4 separate regions of the Mus musculus genome follow, and all the other regions are linked to region 1. The links are chromatin contacts, called in public HiCAR-type, Micro-C and promoter capture Hi-C maps. All regions are on one chromosome and are shown on one strand. Each heading gives the region's core, a stretch centred on a gene start, on an enhancer-like site or on the middle of the called end of the contact. The rest is flanking DNA. Distances are from core to core; before and after follow the strand shown.

Region 1 (4,850 bases), core at 772-3,271:
CACACAGGGCAACTTCAATCTGAATAACATGTCCAAAGTTACAAGTGGAGAAGAATAGGTAAAAACCTCAAACTTTTTCCCCCCTTTCATTAACCAGGAAGGTGTTTTTTGTTTGTTTTTTTTTTTTAAATATGTGAAATCCTAATTTTCTAACTATAAACATTTTCTTCAATTCCCACCACCGTCAACTTGGCCCCATAAAGGTTTTTTTTTTTCTTTTTCTTTTTCTTTTTTGGTTTTTCGAGACAGGGTTTCTCTGTGTAGCCCTGGCTGTCCTGGAACTCAGAAGTCCGCCTGCCTCTTCCTCCCGAGTGCTGGGATTAAAGGTGTGCACCACCACTCCCGGCTGGCCCCATCACTCCCGGCTGGCCCCAAAAAGTTAAGTGTTTTCCGTCCATTCAAACACACACAGATGCAAAGGATGGTACAATCAGCACAATGCCACCATCAAGGGCTTAAGACAACTGCCTGACCAATCTTGGTTCACCTCTTCATTCCCAGGTTGCCTTGCAGAATGCCTCAGAACTCCATCTAACCAACGCCCCCACCCCCAACAGAATGCAGATGGGAGGTGGCCTGGCTTCTGAAAATCCCCACCACACAAACATCATTTTCAAAACCACACATGCCTCCCTACGGGGAGGTGAGAACTTTGTCCTGGCCCAACATGGTTCAGGGATGAGCAAATGGGAACACTAACCCAAAGGCATTTGCCACAAGGGCCTTAGGACCAAGGCAGGCTACTCAGCCAAGATCATTTTTGAAGCTATAGCAGGAAAAAAGTGTCTATCATTCTACCTGGAAGATACGGCTATGTGATGTAGGAGCGAGAAAAATGTTCGTGTAGTTCCCAGCAAACCCTCTAACATGCACACGCAGCACGTGTGACTCTCAGGCCAACCGGGATGCTTCCTCGACCCAGGTCTCTCAAGGACTAGGATACTCTGCACGCCCAATTTACATATCTAATTCGGAACTCAAGCCTGGCTCCTCCCTTCTGACAGATGTCATTTAAACAAAGCATTTCCTTCAGCTCTTTAAGCTGTTTTCCAAGAAATACTCAAGTCAGATTCTCAGGGTCACTTACATGCTGGCGAAGACAGAGCTGGGGCCTCCAAGGCATCCCACCGCAGAGCATTCCAAGTCAGGGAACAGTTGAACTACATGCTCTTTGGCATCCTCAGGCATCCAAGGTGCCTCCCTGTCTTAGGATGCTATTCCACCATCTCCATCACCAAGGGTCACGCCACAGACGCAGGCAGGCTCGCGCGCGCACACACAATCACACACCATAAGCAATGGGCATTTTGGTTAGAATGCTATCCTGCTATTACATTTCGGTGTGGATCCGTGTTAAGGATCTGACCCTGCCCTAGTCTATAAAATGGACTACAGCTATACCTCCACCCTAAGATTTCCAGCTCCGGGAACCTTCAAAGGAAAACCCGCTCTGAGAGAACAACCGCGATCCCAGCGACCTCACGTTCCAGAAGCTCCCTGGGATGAAGACTGATGCAATTCCCTGGCTACGCTAGGGTTTACAGGCACCCCTCACATCACCTGTCCCTTCCTCGGAGTCCCTGGCATCCCTTGTTCCTCCAAGTCCCTCGCACCCCAACCTTCTCCAGTGTTGCCCTACGCCCCTCTCACGCCCTGTCCTTCCCGGCGATCCCTGTCCCTTGCGTCCGATGTTCTTTCTGCGTTCCCCGGTGCCCTCGCCGGCCACGCACGCACCTGTCAGCCTTCGCTGGAGTCCCCAAAACCCGCGGGTAGAACGCGCACCCTCCTCGTCCCAAGCCCCGCGGAAGCTCCTGCGCTCCGCCGCGCCCGACCTCGACCTCCTAGGCCTCTCGGGAACCCGCGGAAGGCCCGCGCAGCACCAGCGTCCGATCCGGGCCGGGCCAGCATGCGCACCATCCGGGCCTCCAGAGCCTCACACACGTGTCACCACGACGTTTAAAGGAGCCGCACTGCAATGTGCTCCCTGAGTCCGCGTGAAGGGCACGTTCGCCTTAAGAGGCGGAGCTAACGGCGACTTGTCTCCCTGGACCCTCCCTTCTCTGCTATTCGCGACGCACACGTCACCCCTCCGCCCCGCAGGCCTGCCAGTCTACGCGATGACGCAAGCGCGTAGAGCTAAAAGCTCCGGAAGCGTCCCGGAGTCCAGAGACCCTGCTGCGGCTTGGCGTGGTTCCCGCGGTGTACGCGAGTGGCGTCACTTCCGCTTGCGTGCCTGACATTGCCAGTGCGCAGGCCCAGTGTGCTGCGGCGAGGAGCTCAGGGCTCACGTTCAGTGCAAGCCACCGAGGCTTTGAAGATTCACCGTTCGTTAGTTCTTACCTGCAGGCGTCCTTTTGAAAAAAAACAAAAAAACAAAAAAAACCCTAGCAAGCCGGGCATGGAATGAGGCCCTGGGTTCCATCCATCACTGCATGAAACAGGCGCTGTGGCACAAGAAAGCAGTTTCTGCAACTCTGAGGAGTGGAGGGGGTGGGGGATGATCAGAACTTAAACGTCATCTCTGGGATCCTTGAGATGCTGGCTATAGCCACTCCACCGCTTAACTTAAGTGGCCAAGGCTGGAGGATCATTGGAGAATGTCTTCTGGACCACGTAGCAGAACCTTGTCTTTAAAAAAGGGGGTGGGAGTGGGGGCTGATGGGGTAGTAATGGCAAAGACCAAATCCTGTTAGCCTATACCAATGTCCCTTTTAGAGCTAGAAAGATGGCTCAGAGGTTAAGATGGCTTGTCGTTCTTTCCAAGGACTTCCCAGCACCCATACAGTGGTGGTTCAAAATCTCATGTAACTCTACATGTGGCAGACACATATGACCTAAATTAGAAAAAAAAAGTTCTCTTAGTTTTAAAAAGATTTTGAATTACATACGTATAGGGGAAGAATATCTGAGTGTAGGTGCCTGTGGAGGCCACTGGTGTCTCATCCTCTCTTAGAACTGGAATTACAGGCAGCTCTAAGTTGTGAGCTCCCAGTGTGAGGGCTGGGAACCAAACTCTGGTACTCTGTAAGAGAAGTAGGGGCTATTAACTATTGAGTTCCAGTCCCAGAATCCTCCCTCTTTATTTAGACCGACTTCTTTGTTCTCTGACCACTCTTTGTGTCTGGCTGGAGCTGGCTCTATAAACCCACTGTTCTAGGCTGGCTACAATGAATTACTGCTTTTGCTGTCCCGAGCCTGATACAGTTCCTGGGAAATTCACTGTTTTAGCACGCTTCCTGTGTGGGAGCTGGCACCTGGCATAAGACCTAGGTTTTTAATCCAGATGTTGTTCTAATTAGCCTGTTACTTTGCAAATTTCTCTTACTTGGAGGCTTGATCTGTGGGGACAAAAAAATAAAATAAAATTCAGAGTCAGTAGCTCAGTTGGCAGGTAATAAATTTAGTCCCCAGGCTGGGCGATAGTGGCACACACCTTTAATCCCACTCAGGAGGCAGAGGCAGGCAGATCTCTAAATTCAAGGCCAGCCTGGTCTACAGAGTGAGTTCCAGAGAGCCAAGGATACACAGAGAAGCCCTGTCTCAAAATAAATAAATAAATAAATAAATAAATAAATGCAATCCCCAGATGCCCCCCAACCCCCTAGTGCAGTGGTGTTATAGAAATGTAATCCCTTCTCAGTGAGAAATCACTCTGCACACTTCGAGATCTGTAAAGAACATACTTTTACATGCAACTGGATGTGGCCAATGCCCAGGGAAGAGCCAGCCTCAAACAGAAGAAGGTCTTATTAACTCATAGACAAGGTAGGCTTGTGCATTGTGCATACTTGACACTTGTAAATCTCTTTTAGGTCCAGATCCCAGATTACATATTGAATAATTTAAATAGAGATGGAAAACTTAACTCTGACCATTTGGGCAGATGGCAGATTCATTCAGCAAAGATATTGTAAGGATTCTTTCTTTCTTTTCTTCTTTCTTTCCTTCCTCCCTCCCTCCCTTCCTTCCTTTTGTTTTAGTTTTCTTGAGACTGGGTTTTCATATGTAGCCTTGGCTGTCCTGGTACTCATTCTGTAGCCCAGGCTGGCCCGGAACTCAGAGATCCACCTGCCTTAGCCTCCCCAGTGCGAGGATTAACGGTGTGCACCACTAGTACTTGGCTAGGATTATTTATTAAGTACATCACTGTTGTCTTTCAAATAGTTGTTACCAGCTTCATCTTGCCCACCTGGCAGAATTGTGCTTTTCCTAATAACCCAGGGAACTTAATGCTAGACCATGTCTTAGTGGCAGCTGTGACCCTGCACTGCCCCCTTGAGCTTCCTGATAAAAGCATGTTCTTTGGGGGTGGGTCTGATGACAGATCAATCCAGGTAAACGTTTACATCCTGGCTTAGTTGGTTTTGCTTATTTCTTAGTAAGCCAGGTTACACACTACTTATCTTTGGAATGTTTTGGAGGCAGCACAGGCTAGATTCTACACAATGCATCCGGAGCGAATCTATCAGTAAATCCTCTATAACATCAATTTGGTTACTTGCAGTTTCTTCTGCATGTGTAGTATACACTTGTAAAGAGGCAGGCAAGACCTCCAGTCACCAACTCTCATCTCGTCGTCCTTGAAGAATGGTGTGCGCAGACAGCCAAGGATACAAATGGGAGCCACTTCACTGTCAATCAGGATTAAAATAAATTAAAACAGATGGCCCACCTGCCACCACCAACAGTAATCGAGTATTGGGGGGAGGGGCAAGGACAGTTGCTTAAGGATCCCTCCTTGCCTGGGACTGGAGAGATGGCTCTTGCAGAAGACCTGGGTTCAATTCCAAGCACCATTAGATGGCAGCTAAGAACTGTAACTCCATTTCCAGGGCATCCTTCTGGTCTCT
Region 2 (4,850 bases), core at 1,621-4,120, 2.0 Mb before region 1:
ACAGAGAGAGAACAAGAGAAAAGGCATAGGGGTCAGGGGACCGGCAGTGAAGTGGCACCCGGTGCTCCTGCATCCTCCCAGATGGGGGAGGGGCGGATCCGATGCCCTGACCAGGCAGCTGTAGCTCGGGGACTCTGGGACACCAGCCACAGGGTATGAGGAGCCCGGAGTGCATGGGGGGGGGGGGGGGCTTTTGTTCTCTGTTGCTGGGATATCTGCCTGCTCAGTCATCCGAGCTCTGAGCCACAGGGTGGCTCTCAGTGCCACCCTCTGTCATCCTCCCTCCCTCCCTTACCCTGTTGCTTGCAGGTCCTGGCCAAAGCCCTCAGCTCCCCCACGGCCTGGACTGCCATCTCCCTCTGTTTGTGAAGTGGGTGGGTTAAGGGAGGGGGCTGGGTGACCAAGGACTGTGTGTTTGTGTGTGTGTGTGTGTGTGTGTTGGGAGATTTAGTGACTCCTTGTTTGTTGAGCCAGCTGCTGGCCTAGACCTTCACCCCCTACAATCTCCTCTTCCCACCCAAACCACCTCAGTTGATTATTACCCAGCCAAGCGCATAAGGCTCTTTTCTGGGACCTGAGTTGGCAAAGGCATTGAATAAGGAGAAGATTGGGGAATCTTTTGACCCAGGGTTAGAGCCATTTGGAATGGGTTAGGACTATGATCGTGCCCTCTTGCTCCTTGGCTGCCTTAGGGAAGAGTGGGCAACCTCAGGCCTCGTCTCTAGAACATGGATCTTGATACTGGAGGATGTTCACAGTGCTGTCTCTGTCTACTGAGCCTTATCTTGCCCTCTCCACACGCAGCAGCTTAGTTCTGCTCACACCACACTGGTGTCCAGGGGCCCAGGCTATGCTAGCAAGGCAGGTGGGCAGTGAGTGGGCACCCTTTGGCCAGCAGGGCTGAGATGTTTACACGGCAGCCTGGCCCATTGGCTGCTCTGTGCCAGGTTCTGGAGATTTAGAACCCGAAGCCACTGCAGCAGAAGTGCCCCTGTGGAAAGCACCTGGCTCAGGTAATTGCCCCCCTAGGGAGGCTGGCTGAGAGGGTGGGGGTGGGGGCAGGAAACTGGGGAGGAGCTGAGGTGGGAGGCTGGTCAGTGGCTTCAGGATGACTTCCTGACCCCTCCACCTGGACAACTGATCTTTGTACCCAGAGGGGCTCATCTCTGCCCTACTCTCTAGACGCAGGGTGCAGAAGTTGGCAGGGAGGTCACCTAGGTTCCATTTCAGAGTCCAGTTCTGACTAATTCCTCGGGCAGATCATTGTCTAGGAATTTTCGGACACGGGACAAGAATGTGCCTTAGTGTTACATCCCACATGAGGCTACACCGGGCCCTATTGGTCCCTCTTCTACAACTTCGTCTGTACCTCCAGGGCCTTGGCTCCAGACAAGGGAGCAGTTTCAGAACCTGGCAGAGTGGTCAGGCCTCTCATGAGGCCTGACCTCACAGCCAGGTGTCTCCTTGGCCTTGCAGATCTGGTATGCGAGCCTGGCTAAGTGCCAGAAGGAGGTCGTGAGGAGGGAGTGGCCACCACCCGCACCTCTCCTCCCCCTACCTGCCAGGTGGGGTCTGCATGGCGGAAGTAGCAGAAGTTGTCCGTGATCCACTTGTAGATGGCCGACAGAGTGATCTTGGTGGCCTTGCTGGCTTGCATGGCCATGCAGATGAGAGTGGCATAGGAGTAGGGTGGCTTCACGTGTGGGTTGGTGGCATAGTCCACGTCGTCAGGGGGCGGGGCCTGCAGCCCCGGGGGCGCGCTTCGAGATGTGCACGACGATGTGGGCTTGCCGGGTGTGTGCGGCTGCCCAAGGCAGGCAGGGTCTGCCGCCAGCGGTGACCCGGGCGCCACCAAGCCCGGCACTTGGTGGTAGCCGTGGGGGTCTGTGCCTCCTGGGGGAAGAGTGGGAGCCTTGGCGTTGAGAATGGAGAATTCCTGCAGCCATTGCAGGCTGGTCAGGCTGTCATCCAGGGCGTCCGGCTCCTCCATGCCGCCCTCCGGCCCGGCTTCCTCTCCGGGACCCGCTCCGCAGAGGCGCAGCCAGCTCTCCGCCATGTCTGCGGGGACTCTCCGAAGGGGCGGTCAACATCCACAGGCTGAGCCGGAGTGGCCCGCCGCGCTCTCTGGCCCGCTGGTAACCCAGACTCCAGTTACACAGTCTCCAGAACACTCACTTCCATTCTGCGACCCAGGGGGTCGCCTCCTCCGAACACGAATGTGAGGCCTGCGGGAGCACCACGGAACTGAACACTCTTCCCCTACCCCGAGAGGAAAGAGGCGCCTTAGGGGGGGAGCCCCTCACATTCATCCCCGCAGCCTGTGGCGAGGTCAGGGAAACACAGGACCCTGGTCTGATCCTGCGTCTCCACCTCTCTCCATCTGCCCTTGAAGGGTTTGTTGGCCACAATGAGGGAAGAGGGTAGGAAGGCCCAAACTAACTCTTTTCCCCAAAGAGTGGGAAACTAAGATCACATCCCAATAGTCCAGGGGGGTCAGTACGACGCGGCTGGGGCAAAGTAGGTCATCTGATCCTTGAAAAGAGGTGTTAGGATGAAGGGTCTCGGGAAAGGAAGGTCACAGGACCGAGTTATGGAGGAGCAGGAAGCGATCTCCCGAACTCCTCAGATTTCATTTTCGTGGCCCCACTACTTCTGTGGGCGACCGATGGACTGGATAGCCAGCAGGTCCCGACGCCCTCCCATCCCGTGGTCCACAGCCCTCCCAGTCCCTTACCTGGCTCAGAGCGCAGCCAGCCAGAGGAAGGTTCTGGAAGAAGTTCCTCCCACCTCCCGCGGTTCTCTGTCCCCAGCTCGAGGGCTGTGCTGGCGCCCCTCTTCGCGCCCCCCCCCCTCGCCCGACGGCGCTTCTCTGAGCGCCGACGGCCCGGGGACCGGCATTAAGTAGACGCTCGGAAGGCTTCTTCTGCTGCCATGGCGACGCCCCGCCCCCATAAACAGCTTCCGCTGCTGTCATTGGCCAGTACGTCTCCAAGGAGACCGCGGGCCCTTGCAGCTCCTCTGGCGGCAACTCTCTGGAACTCTCTGGTTCTGCCGCCCTCTCCCGCGCCACCCAGCCCCCTACCCGCCACCGAGATCCGACTCTGTGCATTCCCGCCCGAGGGCCCCGCGCTGGGTCTCACGGCGGGTGCTCGGCTCCCGCTCGAGGCCCCGGGAACCCCTCCCCCAACGCGTCGGGTTTGACCGCTGAGGGGACCCAGCCCCGGATTCTGCAGACCAAGTCTCGGGGAACCGTGCCCTTGAAGTCTTTGCCCTCACCGGGCTGCCAGTGGCCTTTGTCTGGTTTCTGGGGCCTTTCCCTGGTCCCCGAGTGTCTTCTCTGGTGCCCACAGGCAAGTTTGACTCTCTGATGCCACCTGTCGCTTATAATCCGCAGAAACGGCCACACAGCTCGCAGACACACCGAGGCGGGTAGGGTAACCCAGCGTCTCCCGGTAAGCAGCTCGCCCACTCACCCTGCTCAAGTTCCCGGAAGCTGGCATTCCAGGGGCATCTGCGGAGGTGCTGCCCTTTCAGACAGTCTAGGAAGCAGAGCCAGCCGGCAAAAAACAGAAAAGCCCTGGGCCTGCAAGATTCTCAAAGAGGTCATTTGTTCTACTGATTTAGCCAGGAACTGGTTAAGTGATGGGAACTACTAAGCATAAGGGATTCTGGGCCCTAGCTTTCCCTATTGCCATCAGCTTTGGGGTTCTTTAATAATTGACGAGCTGCAGGATTGGAAGTGATCGGGTTTAAGGCAGATGCAGAAGCAGGTAGGGCAGTCAGGAATGGAGCTGGCCTTGTACCCAGGTCTGCAGAAATACTAAAAAGAGCCTGAGCCACTGACTGAAACGAATACGTTCACAAACGAATTCACGTTGTAATTAATGGCTCCCTTGCCCCTGTAAACAGTTTTATTCACTTTTAAGAATCATGCAGCAATCCATAAATATTGCATCTTGATGTCCCCACTGTAATGTGCCTATAAGTGTACTCCATGAATGTGAGGGGTACACAGATGGCACATACAGAGCACACGCACGCACACACACACATACACACACACATACACACAGGTGTTCAGGCCCTAAAACAAAGTGTGCAGCCAGCACGCCAACACCAGATGGACAGGACTAGTTCCCCAGTGGGATGGATGGCTTAGGGTTTGAGTCTGTGCCTGGCAGATGTCACAGGGGATAGACACTCTGGTGGGATGAAATTAGGTAAAGCAAAAAGGCTCTTTGAGGAGGCCAAGATCTGGGCAGTACCAAGCATGGAAAGGTGCAGATACTGTGTGATGAGGAGCCAACGGCACCAGGAGAACATGCCTGACTCTGTACATTTGAGCCCCAAGAAAGGGATGGTTCCCAAATGGACTGGGTTGTGTGGCAGCTGACAGTGGGCCACCCTGTGAATGGGCTATTTCTGCTTGCCAAGAAGTAAAAGGGCAGAGTGAGGGGCGGAATGAGCAAGGCAGAGCAAAGGGTATGCTAACCTGGGTGCCTGGATTATGGAATTCAGGCTGAGCACTTGTGAAGGGAGACGGAAGGGCTGATTATAATGGCTTTTTCGAGGGTTCCTGGCCACTGTGGCTACTGTTTACCCGAATCTCCTTCATCTCAGCTTCTTCCCCTCCTCCCAGGTCACACCACACTGTGAACACCGCTTACCTACTGCCTGCCAGGGGAGAAGGGCTACGTGCAGCCGTGCAGCCGTCCCAGGCTCAGGGAACTTCCCTGTTGTTTCTGTTCTGGTTTTTGAGGAGGTGTGGATATTGCTCAGCCTACACTGGTGTAAACCTTAAGTGTGGGAGGGAGGGGCCCTCGGGATGCTGAGGAAGTAAAAGACGGGAA
Region 3 (4,850 bases), core at 1,130-3,629, 1.5 Mb before region 1:
GATATAAATACATAAAAACATGAATACAAAAATAAAGGGATACAGGCCTGTAATCCTAGCAGAGGTTGGCAGATCTCTATGAGTCTGAACCTAGCCTGGTCTTCATAGCAAATTCCAGGACAGCCAGGGACATACAGAGAGACTTTGTCTCAGAGTCCCAACAGACACAAACACATCTTATTCCTGTAAGCAGCGACCAAACTGAAGCTGTTGTGAAAACAACTGCCATTTTGAATAGGGGTCATAGGAAGTTTTAGTTGCAAGCCCTCCCTGGGTAACTGACATCCTGGTTGGCAGAAAGAGTCATGGAAATGAGTCCTTTACATCCTGGTTGGCAAGTTGAGACACGAATTCTTGGCAGATTGCCCCACCAGAATTCACTAACCCAACCAAGGAACCAGGACAAGTGAAGCACAAAGACATGTTCCTATGGAAGTCCCATCCCTAAATCCTGATTGGTGGGATAACTTGGCACAGATGTTTGTAATTTTGGAGCTGAAAACCTATGTACTATTCAGGTTCAGGGTCACAGATCAGCCTGTGCCTGATACCCAGCCCTGACTGATCAGTAGTGGTCTGAATACAATACATTTTTGCCATCTGCCTAAATACTTACTAAAATAGCCTTCAACTACTCAGTCAGCTCCCGAATCTGCGCTGTTGTTGCTGACTGGTCAGTTTTTGCTGCCCAATTCAAAGAAAGATCTTGCTCTGCTGGGCTCTTGTGCCTGCTTGGGTTGTTTTGGATGATCAAACCGTAACAATACCACAAGCGGAAACGAATACCTTCTAAATGAACTCTTGAAGCTTAGTGAACCAAACGACTGATACATTAGCAGGAGGCATAGAAGCAGTTTGCGTATTTGTGGAAAGTGTTGAACCAACCTTTCCCTCAACTCATAATCTAATGACCATTAAGGAAAGGCACAGAAATCTTTTCTAGATAAGAAAATGTTTCTAAGCCAAAGTGGTGGGTAATACTTATAATCGCCACACTTGGGTGGTAGAGACAGGGGGAATGGAAGTTCAAGGTCACCCTCAGCTATGTCACCTACAGGCGTCAAGCCCAGGCTATGGGATGGAGATGCCTGGGTTTGAATCCCTCCGTGTGACAGGCAGGGCAGTGTATTTACTGTTGAGTGACTCATCTTAGCCATCTGCCTTCCTCATAATGAGAACCTGGACCTGAGGGATCTAGAACCGGGCCCCATGCACAGAGAGACCACAGAAGGCTCAGCTACAGCAGCAGTGTGGAGTCTGTGCACACCCAGGGCTTAAGGAGTAACGAGTTAGGGAGACCCCACTTCCTGCTTCATTTCTTTCTTTGTTTTTGTTTTGTTTTGTTTTTTAATCTTAAACTGGGTCTCCTGTAGCTCATGCTGGCCTTGAACTTGCCATGTAGTTGACCTTGAATCTGCTCCTGGTCCTGCTGCCTCTGCCTCCCACGTGCTAGGATGAGCCACCATCCTAGTTTGATACCAGGAATCTGACTTTGTTCAAGCTGGGCAAGTGCTCCACCCTCTTGGCCCCCATCAGACCCAACTTCTCTGAACTTTCCTCTCATCTTGTTAGAGAATGGATGTATTGTGTTCAAATGTCAAGAGCGGTAAAAAAAACCCAAAAACAATGGAACCTTTTTTACTGAGACTGTAAAAGAAAGGTGTCCCTGCTGGAGATGTGCTGCATAATCTAGAAGTTCTTGTGGAGGAGTCCCGTGGGGCACAGGTTCGAGGCTTCCCTTCAACCCCACCAGTGGGCAATCTTGACCTTTCCGACTCCCTTTTCAGGGTGAGGAGGCCTCTGAGACATGGGAAACCCACAGGCTAGGTCTGTGCTTTGGGTCTAGGGGTGTGGAGTGTAAGAGCCAGCACTTCTGCTGCCCTACTACTCACCAGCCATGGGGGTGACTTCCCTTGTGCTGTGTGTGCCCTCTGCAGACTCTGTCCTTGGGTCCCCAACTCCTGCCTGCTTCCCATCCCACCCCCCACCTGCACAAGCCTCCTGGTGTCTCAGGCACCTTGGTCAACAGCGCCAGCTCCTTCCAGGGCTCTTTACAGGACTCCTGACCTTACTCACATGGAACCTATAGGTGGCTCTGAGTCCCTCAGGCCTCGCCTCAGGTGCTTCTCCTGGGAATCACAGGAGTGGCATCTTCTTACCTGGAATCTTTTGCCCTTGGATCCTTAACAACGAAGAGCAGAATAAAGAGCAATGCCAACACAGTCAGAAGCAGGAAAGCTTGCCTCTGGGAAAGTCCTCTGCAATATCTCGTCATGGTGGATGGCTGGTCCCTAACAGCATGTATGATGAGAGCAAGCTTCTTAAAGCAGCAGTCAGATCGCCTGCTCCTTCAGGTGAGAGCGAGGGAGCCCTGCCCTTTAGCGTGACTCTTAGCTTTCATGAAAGCACAGGTGAAAATGAGGGGTGGAGTATGCTTTAAGCTAACTTGATGGAAGGAAGAGAAACTCCTACTCAAGCAAGTTTTGTTTTGTTTTGTTTTTTGTCTCTGAAGCCAAATTCCGGAAGCTATATGAGACCATGTATCTGTCATAAACAGCCTCGCTTTTATCTGGTCATTTCCTCTCCCAGCCTCATCCATAAGTAGAAGAAGCAGAGGTTTCCAGCACACTTGGCTGTTCATGGGAGGAACCCCACAAAGTCATCATCGCGGGTGTTAGCCTCTCTGGGGTTGAGACTGGAATGTCACCAGGAAGCAGCACATCTGAGACTTGCTGTCATCCAGGGATCATTAAAGGCTTTACACAAAAGTTCTTATGGAGGGCTGGGGAGAAGGCTCCATGGGTGAGAACACAGGCTGCTATTGCAGAGGGTTCAGATTCAGTTCCCAGCAGTCACGTGGTAGCCCACAACCATCTGTAACTCCAGCTCCGGGGGGGTCTGCTGCCCTCTGCTGCCCTCCATGCACAGATACACACACACACACACACACACACACACACAAAGTGTGTGTGTATACACATATGTGTGTGTGTGTGTATATCTATATAATGTGTATACATTATACATATATAGCCATATTTAAAGGTGCTTATGGAACCTGTCCCCAAAGAATCTATAACCAATTGTCACCCCACTGTCATAGTGGAGAAAGCAGCCTTTGTGTACCAGGTGGCTCCAGAGTGCAGAGCACACCACTGCTGCAGATCCAGTTTGATCGGTCCCAAGATGGCTTTCTCAGCCTCTGCACAGAATGGTCCAAGAAATCATTCATTCTATCTGAATTTAAAGAAGAGAGAAAAGAAGCATAAGGTCCAGGGTAAGGCCTCAGTGGGTCAAACACTCCCTGCACAGCCATGAGGACCTGAGTTCAGGAGTCCCAGCACCTACGCCAAGCCAGTTGTGGTAGCACATGTCTGCATACCCGGTGATTCTGTGCCAAGATGGGAGATAGAGAAAGAAGACTCCAAGAACCTCATTAGGCCAGCTAGACTGGTATAAACCAGAGTGGCCCTGCTTTAGACAAGGTGGGAGATGTGACCCAACACTGGAGATGGTCTTCTGCACACACATACAAACATGTCCATACACATACACACATGCACATACACACACAAACACGCACATACACATGCACACACCCATGTGCACACATATACAAACATGAACATACACACACACAAACATAACTTTTGTGTAATACAATATGGCGTAACACAATAAAATCATATTTTCAGAGAACAGAAGTATGTATGGATTACTGGTTAAAGGGTCTTGGATGCTGTACAGTACAAAACACTCGCACTGCTAAAGGTGTTACTTGGAAGGTGAGGTTCTGACGGTGGATTCCTGGCCTCATTGCTCATTTCTCTCTGCTTTTGTTTCTGTCCCTAAAACTCTTGGGCCTTCATCCACAGCATGCACCAGTGTGTGCCTCAACCACCCTCCTAGGGATGAGAGAGTGCGAGCAGATGCCTAAGAAGCTGGGCTTGCAGGGCAAGGATAGGTTGAAATCTCACAGTGTCTACTGCAGCTCCTGGCACCAGAATAGTAGAACTGTAACTCCAGCTTTCCAGGGTGTGTGTGTATGCATGTGTGCGCATGTGTGTGTATAAGCATGTGTATGTGCATGTATGTGCGTGTGTGTCTAAGCATGTGTATGTGCATGTGCGTATGTGCATGTGTGTATAATCATGTGCGTGTGTATATGTGCATGTGTGAGTATGTGCATGTGTGTATGTGCATGTGTGAGTATGTGCATGTGTGTGTATTCATGTGTGTATGTGCATGTGTGTGTGCATATGTGTGTATGTGCTTGTGTGAGTATGTGCATGTGTGTATGTGCATGTGTGTATATGTGCATGTGTGTATATGTGCATATGTGTGTGCATGTGTGTATGTGCATGTGTGTGCATGTGTGTATGCATATGTTCATGTGTGTGTTCTGTTCTGTGTCTGTCTCTCTATCTCTCTGGCTTCTGTCTGTTTCCGTGCAACTCTAGAAGCACTCTCTGAATAGGCTCATGCCTACTCCTTGCTCTTGGAGCTGGGCAATGCCCAGTTGGTGAAGTGTTTTGCAAGGGTAAAGACCTAATTAGTTCAATCCTCAAAAGCCATGTGAAAGAAAACAGAGGCCGGGGGCGGAGGTGGAAGGGGGAAGCACCAGGGGCAGGAACGCTGGCTCAGCAGACTAAGATCCCTGCTGTCAACCCTGGTGGTCCCCAGAATCCAGGTCCAGGTGGAAGGAGAGGACCAACCCCCCAGGGCTGTCCTCTGACACCAGTGCTCCAGCCCAATAGTAAAAAAGTCAAATTGAAATCTAAAAGCAGGGCATGGTGATGCATGCTTATAATTCTAGCAATGGGGAGTCAGAGACAGGCAGATCCCTGGGG
Region 4 (4,850 bases), core at 933-3,432, 1.2 Mb before region 1:
GAGTTCCCAGAATTAAGCCATCTTGCGGCTGGCAAAAGTCACAACCCTGTCAGTACTCTAGGCAAGTCATAGTCACCTGCTGTGAAGCAGCCTCTTATCCCACACCTGGGATTAGAAGGAAAACACAGTCACATAACTGGGTTTTTGTAAGAAATCTAAACTCTCACTACACTAAGCCACACCCTCTCTCAAACATACCACGTTTCACATGTAAACACATGTTTTTATTTAAACGTGTTACTTTAGTGGGGTCTGGTGAGATGGCTGGGCAGTTTTGTTTTTGAGACAGGGTCTCACTAGGTAGACTTGGTTGGCCTGGAGCTTGCTATGAAGACCAGGCTAGTCTCTAATTCACAGAGATTCAGTGCTTCTGCCTGATGATGGCATTAAAAGCATGCAGCACCGCAGGATTATTTTGTAGCTACTCTTAGGTATTATATTACTTCACATAAAAATAAATTTCAGCATGTGCCCCGAAGGCATGTTCTCTTCAATTCTTTTCCTTCTTTCTATGTTTGTGGATGTTTTTGCCTGCCTGTATGCTTGTGCACCACTGGCATGCAGTGCCAGAGGAGGCCAGAAGAGGGCGTCAGATCTCCTGGGACTGGAGTTACAGCCAGTTGTGAGCTGCCAAGTAGGTACCGGGAATCGAATCCTGGTCCCCTGGGAGAGCAGCCACTGCAGTTGAGAGCACAGTTGTCTAAGTGAATTTCCCAACTCCTCTTAAGGTATCAGTTAGACTTCCCCTCATCTTTCTTTAGAAATCATTTGATAAAGACTATATCTGTTTTGTACCCCCGAGGTCTGTGCTTTCCAGGCTGTGAATTGGCCCCATCTTCCAGTCTCTATTTCCTGTACATTTGTGGTTCATCTATAGGTTTGTCAGAATGGTGTGTTCTGGATAAGATCATCTCAATGGGTGCTGCCATTCACTCCTACCAGGAGCTCATGTTTGTCTTTCTTTCTTTCTTTCTTTCTTTCTTTCTTTCTTTCTTCCTTTCTCTCTCTCTCTCTCTCTCTCTCTCTCTCTCTCTCTCTCTCTCTCCCTTTCTTTCTGATACAGGGTTTCTCCGCGTAGCCCCTGGCTGTCCTGGAACTCACTCTGTAGACCAGCCTGGCCTCGAACTCAGAAATCTGCCTGCCTCAGCCTCCCAAGTGCTGGGATTAAAGGCACCACTGCCCAGCTCCCACAGCATCTTTTAAAGGTGAATGTGATCCCTACACGTGGACATAAGTCATCAGCAGCCTGAGTAGCGCGGGTAGCAGTGCTGGAAAATGACGGTTTGAGTTGGAAATAAAGTGTGATCGAGCAATGAATGATATGTTTGTGTGGTGGGTAAACAGGTCCTGAAGGAAATTCCCAAACTCTTGTGTGCAAGTACAGCCATCCGGGGTGACTAATGTGAACGGAACAACAGTGACACTGATGGAGAAATTGTGTGTTGCTTCTAAAACTAGCTTTTCTGTGTGGGTGGATGCGCCAGGTGTCCGCTTATTGTCACCCGCCCGTCTTCAGGACCCCTAAATGTCTCCGTGTGTGGCTCTTAAATTTTAAAGTTGGAGACGCTGAAACGCAAGGCACACCTAGCACCCCACTTGAGGTCCCTCCCCTTAGAGCCATCCCACAGCCAGACATTCCCCAACCATCTGGACGTGTTGACAAGGGTGCTTGGGTTACACCCATCTCCTCCCCACCCTGTTCGCTCCATCACCATTACTAGGCCAGAATGCAATCAGACACTATAGCAGTGCAGGAAAAAAAAGAGGAAGCCCACGAGGAAGCACAGACGGCGCAAGCGCGCAGCATTCAAGCTGGAGGGCCGGCTTAGCTGACATTCCGTAGAGGTCCCAGTTCCCGCTCCGGCTGGAGTGCGCATTTGAATCTTTTCTGGGGTCTGTGGCTGCTAACTGCGAAGCCTCGCCCGCCGCCACGGCCCTTCCCCCTTCCCACTGACGCCAAGAGAAGGAGCCTCTGGGGCTCGCTCCGAGTCCTGGCAGACCAAGTCCTGAGCCCCTCCTACGCACGCGCAGATCTGTAACTCGCGCCGGCGCAGTACGGCCCTTAGCCAGCCCGGCGGCCGCCCCTCCCCCTCCCTAGCAACCGCCTCCTGCTCCTTCCCCCGCCCCCTCGGCCTGGTGTGCGCACGCGCGCCTCTTCCGGGCTGGCCCCTCCCTCCCCGTCACCCGTAACAACCACTCGAGCCCTCGCCGCGCCCCTCGGCCCTCCCGCCCCGGCCCCTGTCCCCGGAACCGGCGGTCGAGCGGCGGCAGCCGAGCCTGTGGCACGGCTCTCTCTTCGGGGAGCCGCCGGCATGAACGCATCCCGCCACCGCGCCGCGTCCCCGACCCGGTCCTTCTGACAAGAGGTAAGCTCGCGTCGTCGTGGAGGGTAGGAGCGCGCCCGGGTGTCAGTCCCTGGCAGGGTCCCTCTGCTGCGACGGCCCGGGGCGCTCGCCATCTCGGAGACTGCGGAGCCAGCCGGGTCCCTCCGCCGCCGCCGCCCCCTCCGTCCAGCCCCGGCCTGCAGGGAGGCGCTCCCCCGGGGCCGACCCTGGGCTGATTTTCAAATACCAATTATCATGCAACAGAGGCAGCCCCGGCCTCCTGTGCCATTTGGCGGTGGTCACTCCGGATGCCCGCGCAGGGCGTGGATCTGGACCAGACCTCCCCAAGCCAAGATCTGGCCCAAGTTCAGGGAGCTGGCGAGCAAGCTGGTCCTTCAGTGTAGTCACTTGGTTAAGAGTTTCTTAATAAAGGCATCACGCAGTGCTTGCATCTTCTCTCCTACCCGTCAGCACCCGGTAATCATCCTCCTTTTATTTGAGAGATACCCGAAAACTAATTTTCTCAATTAAAAAAATATAAACGATTCTTAGTCTCCCCTCCGCGCACCGGCGTTGTAAGGTTTACGAGAGTGAATGGAACGCGGTCTCTGCGCTCCAGGACGCGTCAGCGCCTGAATCGAGATTAATGAAGGCTTGAGTTTGGAGAACCGAGGAGTCTGGTTTGAGAGCTGGGAGTGTAAGATCGTCTCACACAGATGGAATCAGGAAAGGCGAACGGCATGCTTGAGGTCACCCAGAGTTATTAGCCATTGTAGTTTTCCAACTGTTGGAAGGTGGTTTTCCAACGTAACCTGCTCCTTCCGAGTGCTATGCCAAGCAAACATACCAGAGAAAGTTCCAGACCTGTTTAAAGCAATGTAAACATTGTAGAAGTGCAGCTCTAGATAGCAATCCTCTGAAGTCTATCAGCGTAGGGGTTTTTTGTTTGCTTTTTTAAACACCTGTAATTTGGGATACCGAGATACTGGGTTTTGAACTTTTGAATGTCTTTTGACTGTATCTAGGTAAAATAACATCCTTATTGATTGAGCCCCAGTGGGACTACTGGGCTCACTGGACTTTCTTTCCTTTTTATATTTCTGTTTGTTTTTCTCCTCCTTTAAGTAGGTGAGCAAAAGGTTCTAGATGACTCTGAACACACAAGGGTGTTTGCCCAGAAAGCCGCCCTTGCCAGCACCCGAGTGATTCTGTATGCAAAGCAAGGTTCCTTGACCTCAGACTTGAGCATGTAATTGATTGCCTTGCGGTTCTCGGGTTCTCGGCTTCAGGAGGCTGGAGGGTTTTGGAACCCCTTAGCTGGAGCTGGGCAGCCTCCCTGCTGTTTGTAGACAGTCTCTGAAATCGGAGCGAGCAATTAGAAAACAGGAAACAACAAAGTTCCCTTTGAAGCCAGCACTTAAGGAGTATCCCATTATTTAAGAAGACAGTAAGGGTCGCTTGCTCCAGCTTTTTGTGTCATCCCCAGAACGGTTGCCATAACATGTTACATTTTTAGTTGGCTTCTTGTAGACATTGTTCAAGAGAACACCACTGAATCCTGGGACTTCATGGCTGCTGAAGACTAGATCTCCTGACCTAAGCCAGAGACTCTGCCCATACAGGGGGCAGAGGGCCTCCCAGGTGGCCCCTCCTTCCATGTGGGCCATCTTTGCTTGTTACTAACACCCTGATGCTTCCCCGTCAGACCGTTTCAGCGAATCCTCTTTCGTTTTCGTGTATGTTTGGAAATATGACCTGTGGTGGTCTCTAGGATGTGGCGGTACGAGAATCCAGACTCACTTTTCTTTCCTGTAATGTGGTTATTTATTACACGTATTTATGTTTTTCAGGAGTAAGAAGACTGCTATTGAATTACAACCATGGTGCAAAAATACCAGTCCCCAGTGCGGGTGTATAAACATCCCTTTGAGTTAATTATGGCTGTAAGTACTTCACATTTCAGTTTCCTCTGGCTTCTTTTTAAGATTAAACTTGGATGATCTGCAAACTCCGCTCCTTGTTATCATTGCCTTTACGAGCTCAGCTCCGCTACGTGACTGTGACCTGCGGCCAGAGTCTGGCTGGCAGTTTTAAACAAAACGCCTCTGAAACTGCAAATCTGTACGTTTGTGTTTTTGCAATGTATCCGGGGTGACATGCGAGCTTGCATCATTCACCCACGGAGAACGCAGACGTGGGATCCTGGCCAAGCATTTCCTAGGGCTTTTGCTGGCTTTCTTTGTTCACGTAGCTGCGGGACAGGGAGGACGGGGAGCGCTGCCCCCATGCTGCTCCTTCCTTGGGAGAGAGCACTGTTCCTGAGGGAATTCATCTTAGTTGGTCTCAGGACTGAGCACGGTGGGATGGGGTTTCCCCTGCGTGTTAGGAAGTAGTTCTGTTTAGTAAGTTTTCCCAGCAAATAGCAAATCCATGATTCAAACCAGAATTCCACAAAGAGTGTAGCTGAAGTGTTTATTTTTTTTTATCTACCTGAATTGGACTAACAATCATTTTACTGGATTTTAC

The links. Promoter capture Hi-C pulls out the DNA fragments that hold promoters and counts their contacts. A called contact is a pair of places that touch in the nucleus more often than the background predicts. HiCAR-type assays count read pairs that join an accessible place to other places.
Region 2: a contact with region 1 is called in a Micro-C map of embryonic stem cells, with 6 times the contacts expected there. The contact joins the promoter of Foxj1 here to the promoter of Usp36 in region 1. A contact is called at or near these places in 1 of 39 promoter capture datasets (liver) and 1 of 484 Hi-C or Micro-C datasets (embryonic stem cells).
Region 3: a contact with region 1 is called in a promoter capture Hi-C map of embryonic stem cells, with 4 times the contacts expected there. The contact joins the promoter of St6galnac1 here to the promoter of Usp36 in region 1. A contact is called at or near these places in 3 of 39 promoter capture datasets (embryonic stem cells, liver and pre-B cells).
Region 4: a contact with region 1 is called in a HiCAR-type map of astrocytes, with 2.8 times the contacts expected there. The contact joins the promoter of Sec14l1 here to the promoter of Usp36 in region 1. A contact is called at or near these places in 1 of 39 promoter capture datasets (pre-B cells), 1 of 115 datasets of contacts at active chromatin or transcription factors (astrocytes) and 1 of 9 other capture datasets (liver).

What each region holds. Positions count from the first base shown.
Region 1 is chr11:118,288,223-118,293,072 of GRCm38.p6, forward strand. Usp36 (ubiquitin specific peptidase 36) reads right to left here and starts at 2,022. Exons shown (of 21, transcript NM_001033528.1): 1 at 1,735-2,022.
Region 2 is chr11:116,332,484-116,337,333 of GRCm38.p6, forward strand. Foxj1 (forkhead box J1) reads right to left here and starts at 2,871. Exons shown (of 3, transcript NM_008240.3): 1 at 2,735-2,871; 2 at 1,559-2,225. The coding sequence starts at 2,056. It overlaps Rnf157 (ring finger protein 157), which reads right to left. Exons shown (of 19, transcript NM_027258.1): 19 at 3,862-4,850.
Region 3 is chr11:116,773,128-116,777,977 of GRCm38.p6, forward strand. It overlaps St6galnac1 (ST6 (alpha-N-acetyl-neuraminyl-2,3-beta-galactosyl-1,3)-N-acetylgalactosaminide alpha-2,6-sialyltransferase 1), which reads right to left and starts at 2,380. Exons shown (of 9, transcript NM_011371.2): 1 at 2,160-2,380. The coding sequence starts at 2,275.
Region 4 is chr11:117,112,986-117,117,835 of GRCm38.p6, forward strand. Sec14l1 (SEC14-like lipid binding 1) reads left to right here and starts at 2,183. Exons shown (of 16, transcript NM_001166506.2): 1 at 2,183-2,366; 2 at 4,175-4,267. The coding sequence starts at 4,205.